2 separate regions of the Gasterosteus aculeatus genome follow, and region 2 is linked to region 1. The links are chromatin contacts, called in public Hi-C maps. All regions are on one chromosome and are shown on one strand. Each heading gives the region's core, a stretch centred on a gene start, on an enhancer-like site or on the middle of the called end of the contact. The rest is flanking DNA. Distances are from core to core; before and after follow the strand shown. Region 1 has its middle 6.7 kb from the start of trnak-cuu. Region 2 holds the start of cbx1a (chromobox homolog 1a (HP1 beta homolog Drosophila)).

Region 1 (6,324 bases), core at 3,369-5,868:
TCCTACTATTTCCTGGTCTGTCTGCATTTGGGTCCGCTACCACATATCGCAATGGCAACTAGAAACATTTTCAGGGCCGTCGGTGTCCTTCTGCTTGGACCTAAATCACTGCTCATAGGTCGAGTTCAGCCTTGGTGTTCAAGAGCCCAAATACACTATTTAACATGAACCAGATCTCAAAACTTAAAATCCCGAAGCTTCAGACACCAGGTCTGTGGCAATTGGTCTTCACCTTGGGAGGCCCCGCTACTTCCAGCTTTCAAGTATGCAAAAATTCCCGTCATGAATGAGTTAAGCTTCTTGCTTTTCCAGAACTGTGACTGGGGCCAGTAAACTTGATTGGAGAGACTTTACCAAACATCTATTCTTGTGTACAGACAACTGTTTTTTTTAAATCATGTTAATTGTCTTGTGACTTGAAGAGGGAGGTCCCAACCCCAGCATTGAGTGCCTCGTGGTTTATGTTATTTTATTTTATGTTTATGTAAAAAAACAATCACCTGCACAAGCACACAAACTGAAAGACAAAGTGAGGGAGTACAGTCATCCACGTGTGTGGACACACCCATATACAAAGCGAATGTACACACACTCACAGTACACTCAGACACAAGGCCGCCAGTTTAATTACCCTTTAATTACCAGAATGCAGAAAACAGTCGATGCTTCCCCAGCGGTGTGTTTGCTCAGCAACCATTATCTGGCAGAATTGTGAGATGAACACAAGTATCCAAGTATAAGGGATGCATTTCTCTATGTTCTATCAAGAAGAACATCTACATAGCCTTATGGTTGCTCAGCAACCATTATCTGGCAGAATTGTGAGATGAACACAAGTATCCAAGTATAAGGGATGCATTTCTCTATGTTCTATCAAGAAGAACATCTACATAGCCTTATGGTATCACATCCATAAGGTCACTCAGCAGGAAAAGATTGTGGTTTGGTCTAGATTAATATACACTGTATCTGAGAAGTGGACATAGAGCAGTTTGGAAAGGTTCCCCCCAGGCATCGGTTATCTATTGGAGTTGTCAATAGGTTCAGTGTGAGCACCAAATGATCTGCAGGTTATGCTGAAACAGGAGAGGGACAAACACAACGAGGAAGCACACAGTTGTTTACATTTCATGTCTCATTATATGCTGTTGCAAGAAGTTTCCCGGGGAATGGACCAGAGGATGGTCACCACTTTCATTCTAAACGGGCATAGAAATAAAGCTTTATTTTCACGAGCCATGCTTCAGAAATAGACAAAACCCGTTTAGACATAAGCCGAACCCACAATAGCTTATGTGAAGGAAAAGTCTTTGATCAATTTAGAAGCATAACCACTCGATTAAATGGTATTGAATATACGTACATGTGGAAACATGTATTTGTTGATTTTTAAGAAATAGTAATACAAATTGAGTTTTGTATCAAATTCCATGACTTCATGTTGTGATAACAGATAATAATAAAAAGTAATTACTCCAAAAATATCTTCTTGTTTGGACCTATTGTGGTCATTCCAACGACCTCAGGCATTCCGACTGTTCCAATAAGTGTGTATTTTGCCAATGCAAAACAACGCCAACAACAATGAAGCAGTGGTTGGTATAATGAAAATAAGACAAAGATAATGAAAATGCACATTCATGCAGGAATTGAGACATAAAGACACACACACTCTGACTTTTTATTATAATGTCAACAGAATCCATGGTGGACATTGACGGATGGGTGTGGGAGGTACAGGGGCCATTGAAATGAACTCTCTACCAATGAGAAGTGGCCGTGTGACCTTCGGACCAATCACAGCACTTCCAGGTCAAATGTGGCCGGAGGGTGAGCGCCAAGACAATCTGTCCATCTGGGAATGAATGGTTGGAGGAGAAGATGGAGAGAGTGGACTTTTACCGCCCCGTGTGCGTATCCCGTTAACGGGCGTCCTCAAGGGGACTCGTTCAGTCATTGCAAACTACAGGTCTACAATCAGTCACTAAATACAAGTCACAACTCTTCAGACTACTACCGAAGAAGAGGTTCCGGCTCAAATACAGGCCGTGTAAAACCAAGAATAGCCGGGGATTGTCGATGTTTTAAAGGGTTCATCATATGCCCATTGTACCACAAGTTGATATGGTTCCTTTGGGTCTAAATGAAATGTCTGTAAGATACTTTGGTCAAAATACCACAATCATCATTCAAAACAGAACCCTTTTTGCCCTGTCTAAAACAGCCATTCTGTGAGACAGAGTGATCTGTTTTTAGTGCCTGTTCCTTTAAATGCTAATGAGCCAGTCCCCACCATCCCTCCCTTCTCTGGATTTTCAATGCCCTGTCCATTCGTCTTCCTTTTTGAAGTTGCGCTGGGAATAGAGAGCCGGCATTACATTGTGACGATACAATGTCAAGGAAGTTCATTCTAGTTACTCAAGCATGACGTTTTTGACTTACAAGAACCATAACAAATCACAAATGCAGGACTTTGAGGGCCGCTTTTGTGATTTTATAACCACTACCCAGCCCTTATTGTGACTGTCACTGAGTAATGTCAGCTGCCAGCATCTGATGCTCCTGAGCAAGAAACTTCAACTCCAAACTTCCCAAAAATGACATTGGTACCCGCACAACAAAACAAACCGAGAACTTTAACATCACTGTGTGTGTGTGTGTGTGTGTGTGTGTGTGTGTGTGTGTGTGTGTGTGTGTGTGTGTGTGTGTGTGTGTGTGTGTGTGTGTGTGTGCGTTGGAGGGGAAATTCAACTTTGCCATGCAGCCATGTGTTAAACATTACAACCAATCAGGGATGTGACACACACACGCGGAATGAGTAGGCAAATCACGGCACGTGGATTGCGGCACGGTCAAAATGATGGATAGATGCCGGGACTACTTCCCTGCTTCCAATTTCACATCAGGCATATAGAAATTACAGACACACACACTGGTCTGTTTATTTACAGCTAGTGTCAGGCTTTTGAGATTGATTATAAATGAACACAGGCTCATGATTAGCTTGAACGTGTGTGTGTGTGTGTGTGTGTGTGTGTGTGTGTGTGTGTGTGTGTGTGTGTGTGTGTGTGTGTGTGTGTGTGTGTGTGTGAATGATGCCTCTAAAACTGTTGTACGTTAATGATGGGCTCTACATTTATGCAGGGAATAATGACTTAGTGTGTGGGTGTTCGTGTGTGTGTGTGTCAGTGTGTAATTTGACACGAAGAGATGCAGACCTCAGCCTTTAAAACGTGTTTGCAATTAGCTGTGTTTTTCTCATAAATTCTCTCTCTTTCTCACACACACATTTGTCAATCACACTGCCAAGAGTGGCTCTCATACCTACAATCATCATCATTTGATGCTGAAGTTACTGTTTGTTTCTGTGAAGTTAGTTGATATGATATTCTTATGCATAAAAATAAGTTATTTATTTGTAACTTCAACATTGTAGGACAATATTTGATATCAGTGTTTTTGTTAAGTCTTGAGTGACATTCTGTAATTTTTAATCTTTTGACTCCATCCCACGTACATAAATCACACCGCTGATGTGAAACCGCAGTTGTGCGCAATACTATTGAGTTGGAAATCATCCCAATTTAATCCACATTGCCTCCAGTTTGAGTGATTTCCAAATGTGAATGGCCTGCAGTGAAAGATAAAAGACAACTGGCATCCAACTGTGGTTGACAGACATGTTTCCACACTTCTTCCCAATGTTTCTTTTTTCATCGGTGCAACAAGGACTTTGTAACTTTTTGCAAATTTATAGGTCAAATGCGTGAGATGGATTTCACTCCAAAGGGAACAATTGAAAAAGATTTGTTTTGTTTTTCTGTGCTTAAATCACGTTACTTCCATAATAAGCCAAACCACCCTCGGTTCCCAAACGTAATGAAGCTGTTCTATTGCTTAACCCCAAATGAGTGGTTTCCTGCGCAGATGGAAGTTTATTTTGAAAAAAAATGTATGGGATGGAAATTGGTATGTTTTGCTGAAATTAAGAAAACGGCAAGGAAATGAAAAGTATGTTTTGTGTAAGATGTCCAAACCGCCCGTTGAGGTCATCCTCTCAACATGAATCTCACTGTCAGAGAGAGACACACATTTCTTCCATAATGCACAAAGACAAGATTGAGGGGAAATTCAATTAAAGATTTTAGTTTTTACATCAAGTGGAACCCCCATACAAACATAAAAACACCAGACTCAACTGGCGTTGCGGCTCCCATTGACTGTGCCTGCTCCACCCACTCCTTCCAGCTGCTCTCACATGTCAGTCAAAGTCTTCCGTGACCAATCACAGAGGCCTGTCACTCCCCCCTTTGTCCTGGGCAGCCTTTGGTTACTTCAGACAAGCAGAACAGACAGCCATTCAGACCTGTGTGTGTGTGTGTGTGTGTGTGTGTGTGTGTGTGTGTGTGTGTGTGTGTGTGTGTGTGTGTGTGTGTGTGTGTGTGTGTGTGTGTGTGTGTGTGTGTGTGTGTGTGTGTGTGTGTGTGTGTGTGAGAGACACTGAGTGGTCACCACTGGATCAAAGTTTGCCAAAGCTCCATGGTTTGTCTCAACACCATCAACATTTTGGTGATAATATTGCAAGAATCCACTTATCCATAAAGGACTCAAAGTCCACACATATACACACAGACACATACAGAGCCTTACACTCAGTTTAATTTGGACAGTGTTTTATGAGGAAGGAGCACATATGTGTCAGAGCCCTTTGGTCCTTGTGGTCAGATGACACACAGAATGATGACCTGACCTTATGGTTATTCATAGTGTGTATTTGTCAGGCCCCAATGCTCACTTACCAGCAGAACTGTAAATTAGTATTTAAAAAAAAAAAAAATTCTATTGAGAAACCCACCATAAAAAGAATAAAACGGCATATCTTGTACAATTATGTAATTATCTAGCATAATACATATAATGCACTCTACTCAACCCTCAATAACTAATACCACAATGATATTTTATCTACCAAGCACAGCGTAGCCTTTTGGTTTTTCTGAACATCCCATAGTTGATTTCGGATTTTTTTTTCTGTTTTCTAAAATGTGGTAATATCTTGTCCAGTATGTGTTCATTTGAATAATTTCCGGAGCAGAAACCTTAGCATTGAATAAAGCCATCTATAGTATTTTGACATATTTGTGAGAGGGTTTTATTAAGGGGATTTTAGACATCACATTTTATCACCTATGAATTAGAAAATACTGTCAACTGAAAGAGAAATCATTTGCCAGATTTTGGAGAATATGATAATGTTTGAATCATGCTATTAATTATATGAACCAACCCCTAAGTAAAAAAACGTAATTTAATTTAAATATATAAATATAAATGTTCTATATACATATACATATAGTTTGAAGACTAGCTTTTTGCGCCATCCAGTGGTCAAAGGGGGAAGGTGCATAGATGGCACGGTTACTGTATATGTACATGATTTTAGCTCTGGAATGAAGAATGAAGCAATGGAACAACACAGAGAAGAAACCTCAGAATCTCTGACTATAAATAAATATGTTACACTTAACATTCGTACTCTGTGAATGACCCTGCGTCTTTGATTTTTGTTTCCATCGCTAACAAATACTAGCCAGGATTTTTCAATTTAGTTGAGTTAGGGGGGAAAAGTTGAGGTCCAGCTGTGTGGGTTTGCTTTAGGAGTGCCAGCCCGGCCTGCTGTGTTTCCCCGCCTTCCCCTCCTCTGTTTGAACTGACCTGTCCCATGTGTTTATCTTCCCACGGGGATAAATGGCTTTTCTGTCGTTATAATTGCGCCACACGTGTATTTCTGCAACTGTTTTTGTGTTTCTCCAATCAGAGCTCTGAGATCCTGCGTGAATGCCAGTTTGTTTTTTCAGGCACAGGGGCATCATTTATAATGTTTGTGTGTAAGACAATTTTTTTGCTGCCCTGTGGGTGGAACCTGTCCCAGCAAGTACAGCAGATCCAAAAGTCTTGCTTAGTGTCCACGGCCTCGTACGTAGAATTCCACCGGATGAACTGGTGGAAGTCCCGTGTAAGATAAGTTTAAAGACAGATTTGATCCTAAAAGTTCAATAAATATGGAGCGATTCGTCTTAGAGAACACAGATGGCCAGATGGTGGCATAAGAGGTCCCTTGGTTCTCTCTGGTTGTATTTATTTAGTTTTATATTTATTTGAGAAGCAGGCGTGAGGAATGAAGGCCATGTGTTGTGTTTCTCTTTCCACCACTAAATGAGAGATCAAGGGAGCGAACGAACGCCAGGTAGAATCTGGTCTGGACCAGATCTAATCGGTCACTGAGAGGGGGTTCTCCATGGGGGCTTGTGTGTGTGATGTGCA
Region 2 (6,516 bases), core at 3,062-5,561, 70 kb after region 1:
CACACTTACACTCTCTCACACTCTCTCTCACACACTTACACTCTCTCTCTCACACACACTTACTCTCACACACTTACACTCTCTCTCTCACACACACTTACTCTCTCTCACACACTTACTCTTTCTCACACTCTCTCTCTCACACTCTCTCTCTCACACTCACACTTACACTCTCTCACACACTCTCTCTCTCACACTCTCTCTCACACTCTCTCTCTCACACTCTCTCTCTCACACTCTCTCTCTCACACTCTCTCTCACACTCTCTCTCACACTCTCTCTCACACTCTCTCTCACACTCTCTCTCACACTCTCACACACACACTTACACTCTCTCACACACTTACACACACTCTCTCACACTCTCTCTCTCACACACACACACAAAATAAGTTTTAAAACAGTGTGCATCAGAACAGCACTTAAGATGACCTGAAATAAACTAAACACAAGAGTCCAACTATTCTTTAAAAGAAAACACAAATTGAATGTCTCAAAGTTGACTCTGAGGAAGTGATGTAGTGTTCAACAAATCTTGACATTGGCAGGTTCTTCTTGAGGAATATGAGCATTTCTGCTCTCTGCAGTTAGACGCTTCCTTTTCTCATCCACGATATTGGCTGCCGTGCTAAACAGTCTAGCCTCAGCGCTATCCTGCTAGTCTGCTAGCTGGCCGCAAACTGTGGAATGGATTCCTGAACGAAGGCGCGGCTCAATGAGACACAGTTATGAGACACGCTCAGGAAATCCATTCCACAGTTTGCAGCCAGCTAGCAGGCTAGCAGGCGGGGATCACTTTTTGAGTCATTTCAGCAGACAACGTTAAAGCGCAGACATGGCTCATTGATATCGGAAATCTCCAAAGGTTGTATCGGAAAATCCGATACCCGAATTTCTCGGGTATCGGATCCCGATACGATACTGGATCGGATCGGCCCCATCCCTAAATCATACCGTTATTTCTACCAGTAAGTTGTGGCAGAAGCTGCTGGGTTTTGCAGATTCATTTAAAATTAAAGCTGCGAGCAGCGTTGGACGGGCCCTCGCTACTCTGCACGTCGGGGCACTGGCCGGACAGCTAGAAACGCAGCCAAGAACCCTTGCGGCCGTCCGAGAGTCAGTCGTTGTTAACCGTGTGGAGCGACGCGAAAGGTCATACTAGGCCTGCAACAACGAATCAATGAAATTCGATTATTAAAAGCGTTGGCAACGAATTTCATTATTGATTCGTTGTGTGATTATTACGTCACTCAATGAGTTGCGGAGATGTGCGCGGAGAAAAACTAAAAAAAGAGGCGCCGCATCGACGTAGAGGAAAGAGCAGCAAGCAGCGTCGGCAGAGACGTCTGTTCGACTAGTCGTCCAAGGTGTGCGAGCATTGGGGGGAAGGAATGTTGCACGGGAGCACCACGTTGTCCCGTGTTGACGTGAGGAACGTAACGAGCCTCCAGTTTACTCATCATCCAGCTGATCAAGCTAGCGTTAGCTCGCTAATAACCGCAGTAAAGCAGTTAGCAAGACTAAGATGTTTTTATTTACTCGCCTCTTTTGGACAATTCATTTTTCAATCTGTTGTCTTGTATATATTTCGTGCTTTGTCCCATATCGGTTATTGTTGACAAATATATTTGTGTGTGTTCTGTGTGTTTTAATGCGGTCATAAACGGTAGTCCAGTGCGTGTGCGCATATAGTGTTGGTTACAGGGTAGTTGATGTTATGCCTGTAAAGGGAGACACCCAGTGATCCATTAAGTCAACTAAGAAGCCTCTAATGCATTTATTTACAAATTCCATTTTAAACTCATCTCATAGCACTTGTTTTTTAGCTGTACGTGAACGTGAACGTGGGGGTGTGTTTGTGAGTGAGAGTTTGTGTGTGTAGTATAGAGAACAAGTTCTGACGTTAAAACAAATCCTGTTAAATTTTCTGATTTGTATTTTTCTTTTTTATAAATTATGTTTAAGGAGCAACTTGTACTTTCTAAAGTATTTTTGCAATGTGAATTTGCTGTTTTAGAATAAAGGGTTGGAAATTAAAGCTTGTTAATGCAGATTTTTTGATCCGATTTATCGATTAATCGATTATCAAAATAATCGTTAGTTGCAGCCCTATGTCATACATTACCAAACCTTCTTAAATCTCATTTACCAGCCTTTTTATCAATTTCAGATGGTATTTAAAAAGGAAACGATCAATAGTTACATGATGATTCCACATAAGGCAGAGTGTACACATCCCCAAGGTGTCACCCAGGGATAAGCAGGACATTCTGATGTACTATTCCAAAATGAAAGCCTCTCAAAATACCATACATGAGCCCAAATCTTAATCACAAGACTAGATCTGGTCAATTTCAGATTAGATTTAAAAGGAAAAAATCAATAGCTAGTCTCATCAAACATGTGTAAATTGGAAAGAATCCAATGATGTGGAGTAGTCACAACGGTTGAGTTGTAAAAAAAAAATACGTTCATCTTCCTGTTGTCACCAGGTACCGCTATAACTACAGGGTGAGAAGTTCATGCTATATGAGAAATATGGTGCATATTAGATAACTCAAACCCACACTTTGGGAATCGCTGATATAGAGATTAGTTGACATATCACCAGCCTGGTAGTGAATGTAGAATAAGATATTTGTGAACGTAGAAGTAATTTGGTAGATGTTCAGTTAGGACATTGTCTTGTGAACAGATTGAAAAAATTTGTTTAAAAAAAATAGAGCCGAGTCAAAACTATATTCGTCGCGAAAATATTTTTCGTCCACTGATTTTTCATTTTGATTATTGTTTTTTCCCCAATGTTCAACATCAAAACTTTCAGGTTCACATTTGTTTTTCAAATGAACAAAACTTTGGATCTGGATTTGGCTCCATACTAAGAGCAATCATCATTGAGTAATTCGTAATTAGCATTGACAGCAAAAACAGTGTGATCAAGGAAGAGGTTATATCTGCTGCCTTTTGTGCTGATCCGAGGCAAGACTTAATGCCTGAGGATTGTATTGAAGAGGTCAGATCAGTGCGTCTGCAGCTTTAACTGAAAAAAAACACATTTTCACAGCAAAACCTTAAGACAGGTTGTTTTTTTTACCATGTGGTATAATGCAATATTTTCACTTGACATATCAACTATATGTTTGACACATTACTTCATTTTTTTCAACTTCCCTGAAATTTGGACAATGTTTTTACAGTTTACATGAGCAGAAATCCACTGCAGTCTGTATTCAGAGATAAATTGGTGCCACGTGCAAATGTGTATAGCAGCTACTTCCCCACACAAAAACGGACTAAAGAGCATTCACTCGTGCGTGTATAGAGATAACAATGGACGAGAGAATAATCTACAGGACAACACATACTTGATAGCATACAGCCTACCAGGGACCTTGGTGTATATAAAATACCTGTATGAGTTATACGACGTGACACCTGAGCGCTGTGTTTACCTTAACGGGCATAGCGTCATTTCCGTTATGAAACGATGCCAAAAGAATAGCACAAATCAGTGCATGGAAATGACCAATGGTTCAAGACAACAAGTGCTTGACGGCCAGTCTCCTGGGGGAGATCCTAACCTCCTTTCTAACGTTTAGTGGTTGGAGAAGGAGGTTAGGATCTCCCTCCCCCTCCTCCATCTCTACGGAATAACCATGCGCGTGATTTGCAGACTGCAGCCACAGAAGAAAAAAAGCGCGGCAGCCGCAAAATTGCACAAATGTGTGCAAATTAACGTTAAGCTATTACTGAAAGAAAAGGGTTTCCGAGTTATAATTGCATAAGAGAATCGTCTAAGCAGGCATACTGAACGTGGATTTTGTCACCATGCATGCCATACATTCTAGCAACACGCACAACACACTCAATGCATAAGGATGGGGGAGCATTCCAGAAATTGACGTTTAATTTGATATACACGGAATATTTTGCATTCACCTAACGCCGGAGCGGGCAAACGAGCAGCTCCACCACCTCTCCCACAGGGACAGGGCAACATGGCTGGCGCGTTCTCCCCGCTAGTAGCTAGCTAACCTAACGAGAGCCTTACCTTTTCAGAGAATGCTTCGGAGCGGCTGTGTGGGCTCGTGGTCGGTCCGAGTGAAAGCACCGTGATTACTCACAAGTAGACACACAACTGCCCCGGGAATGAGTGGCGTGCTTCGGGTGGAGCTTTACCCCCAATGTGTTAAGCTACCGAAAAACACAATAGCCTCGGCGTCGCTAACAACCAACACCGACCCGGTTCTGCCCGCCAACAGCGCCACCGGACGCCACGTCACCGGATGGTCTGGTAGGCAATGCAATGTGGGAGTTGAAGTCTTCTCCATTAGAGTTTACTGTTTTTTATTAACAATTATGTTGCAAGGGTGAGTTTAAATATTTGGAATTAGACTTAGCAAAAGGAACCAATTTTCAAGGCTTCAAGTTAAAATGAGATAGCCCTGCTAAATATATTTTATTTTATTTTATTTATTTATTTGTTTTTGTTTGAATTCTATTATTATCCTATTTGATTTGATTACGTTCTTGCTCAATTTGAGGCAGAACTTTTCCTGATGACTGAAACATGTTATGAGGCCTTGATTGTAAATACCTTTTTAATTTGGCTGTTTAACAAATATATACAAATTTAAAAAAAGCTTTGACTGCATTACCGCCTCCAACTGGACTGGAGTGAGCAGCAAGAGATTGTGCAGGAAAATAAACAAGGTGTTTCAGCATTTTGGCTAAGATCACTTTCATTTTTGGCTGTTGCCATCTTGCTTTTTTGCAACCAGAAGTTACACAGGAGGGGAGTTATTAGGAATGCTGAAAATAAATTTTTGGAGTGAACAGGACGTTACAATTAACTTTCAGGAATTGAAAACAAACTGAAAGGGAGACAAGTCACAAAATTTGTGAAATTAGTTTTCACAAGCGGAAGCTTTCGCCTGTTGAACAGCATTTGCAAGCTGGTCATGTTCACTTCAGCATACAGCATTTCTGCAATGCAATACATCAACGTCTTTGAAATAGCACTGAAACCATCAGCTGCATCCTCGTTATTCCGGGACCCCCATAGACCCACACGTTACAGTGGCACCCAACGTGGCTGGGGGGTGGACATGGCAGACGACGACCATTGTGGCGATGATCGGAGGACTGGCGGCAAATCCAGAGGGAGCAGGCGGAGGCCAACCGGCAGTTCCTGGGGGCGCTCCAGGCCCAGGTGGGTGACTCCACCTGAGGCCCAGGCGCTGGAACAGCTGGCTGCCCGGCCCGTGGCCGCGCCACCAATACAGGGGCCTGCAGTGCTCGCCGGCCTCACGCTCCACCGAATGGCGGCGGGGGATGACGTCCAGACGTTTCTGGAGGCCTTCGAGGCGACTGCGGAGGCATGCGGCTGGCCGGCGAGGGAGTGGCCGGTCCGGCTTTTGCCTCTCCTGAACGGGGAGGCGCAGATCGCGGCCATGGGGCTGCCACCGGCGGTGCGGCGCGACTACGCCAACATTAAAAAGGCCGTAGTGGACAGACTGGGGATGTCGCCGGAGGACCACCGGCGGAGGTTCCTCAAAGCCAGGCTGGGTCCGCAGGACCGACCGTTCGCATACGCCGCATACGAGTGGCTGAAGGACGCCGCCACGAGGTGGCTGCAGCCGGACGGTGCGGGAGGGGTCCAAGAGGTGATGGCGCAGGTGCTGCTGGAGCAGTTCGGGGAGGGGCTCCCGGCCCGGACGGCTGAGTGGATCCGGTACCACTGTCCAATGACCCTGGAGGCAGCTATCACCCTGGCGGAGGACCACCTGGCGGTGCATTCCAGCGGGCAAGGGGACCGGGAGAGCCCGCCGGCGTCGGCCCGACTAGGGGCTGCACCGCGGCCAACCGAGTAACCCATACCGGCTCCGCGGCGGGCGCCCTTCTCCCCAGCTCGCGACCCACCGACCCTAGGCGACGCAGGCGCCGTTCCCAGCCTACAGGGAGTTTCTCGAGCGCCGGGGCAGGAGTGTTGGAGATGTGGGCGGTTCGGACACCGCCGGAGAGATTGCCCGCTGATGGAGGTGGGACAGGTGATCCGAGTTGCCGGCGTTCCAGCACCTTCACCCGGTCCGGGAGCGACGTGAGGTGAGGTGAGTCGTGACACTCAAAACACCCAGTTGCTGGTGCCTAAAAGGGGTACGAAAAAAGGCTAGACCGGATAATGACACGATTTTATTGGCCAGGCATCCGGGGTGACGTGCGCTGCCGGTGCGCGTCCTGCCCGGAGTGTCAATTAGTGAACCCTCCAGCCATTCCGAGGGCGCCGTTGGGTCCTCTACGTTGGTGGAGGTTCCGTTCGAGCGGATCGGCATGGACCTCATCGGGCCATTTCACCGGAGCGCACGCGGATATCGCTTTGTGTTAGTCCTGGGCTGGAGGAAAGTATGAATAAGACTCTGAAGTCCATGATCCGTAAATTTATTAGCAAAGATGAACGTAATTGAGATCACTGGCTTGACCCTCTGTTGTTTGTAGTGTGGGAGGTTCCCCAGGCCT

The links. A called contact is a pair of places that touch in the nucleus more often than the background predicts.
Region 2: a Hi-C map of blood and trunk muscle shows a contact between it and region 1, with 2.3 times the contacts expected there. The contact joins the promoter of cbx1a here to the enhancer-like site in region 1. A contact is called at or near these places in 6 of 6 Hi-C or Micro-C datasets (blood and trunk muscle, liver, skeletal muscle and 2 more).

The regions. Positions count from the first base shown.
Region 1 is chr11:2,567,348-2,573,671 of fGasAcu3.hap1.1, forward strand. No RefSeq gene overlaps it. Among protein-coding and RNA genes, the nearest start is that of trnak-cuu, 6.7 kb to the right of the region's middle. Within about 2 kb of position 4,619, at least 1 of the 9 cell types and tissues checked has open chromatin away from gene starts, as enhancers often do.
Region 2 is chr11:2,637,996-2,644,511 of fGasAcu3.hap1.1, forward strand. cbx1a (chromobox homolog 1a (HP1 beta homolog Drosophila)) reads right to left here and starts at 4,312. Exons shown (of 5, transcript XM_040190859.2): 1 at 4,052-4,312.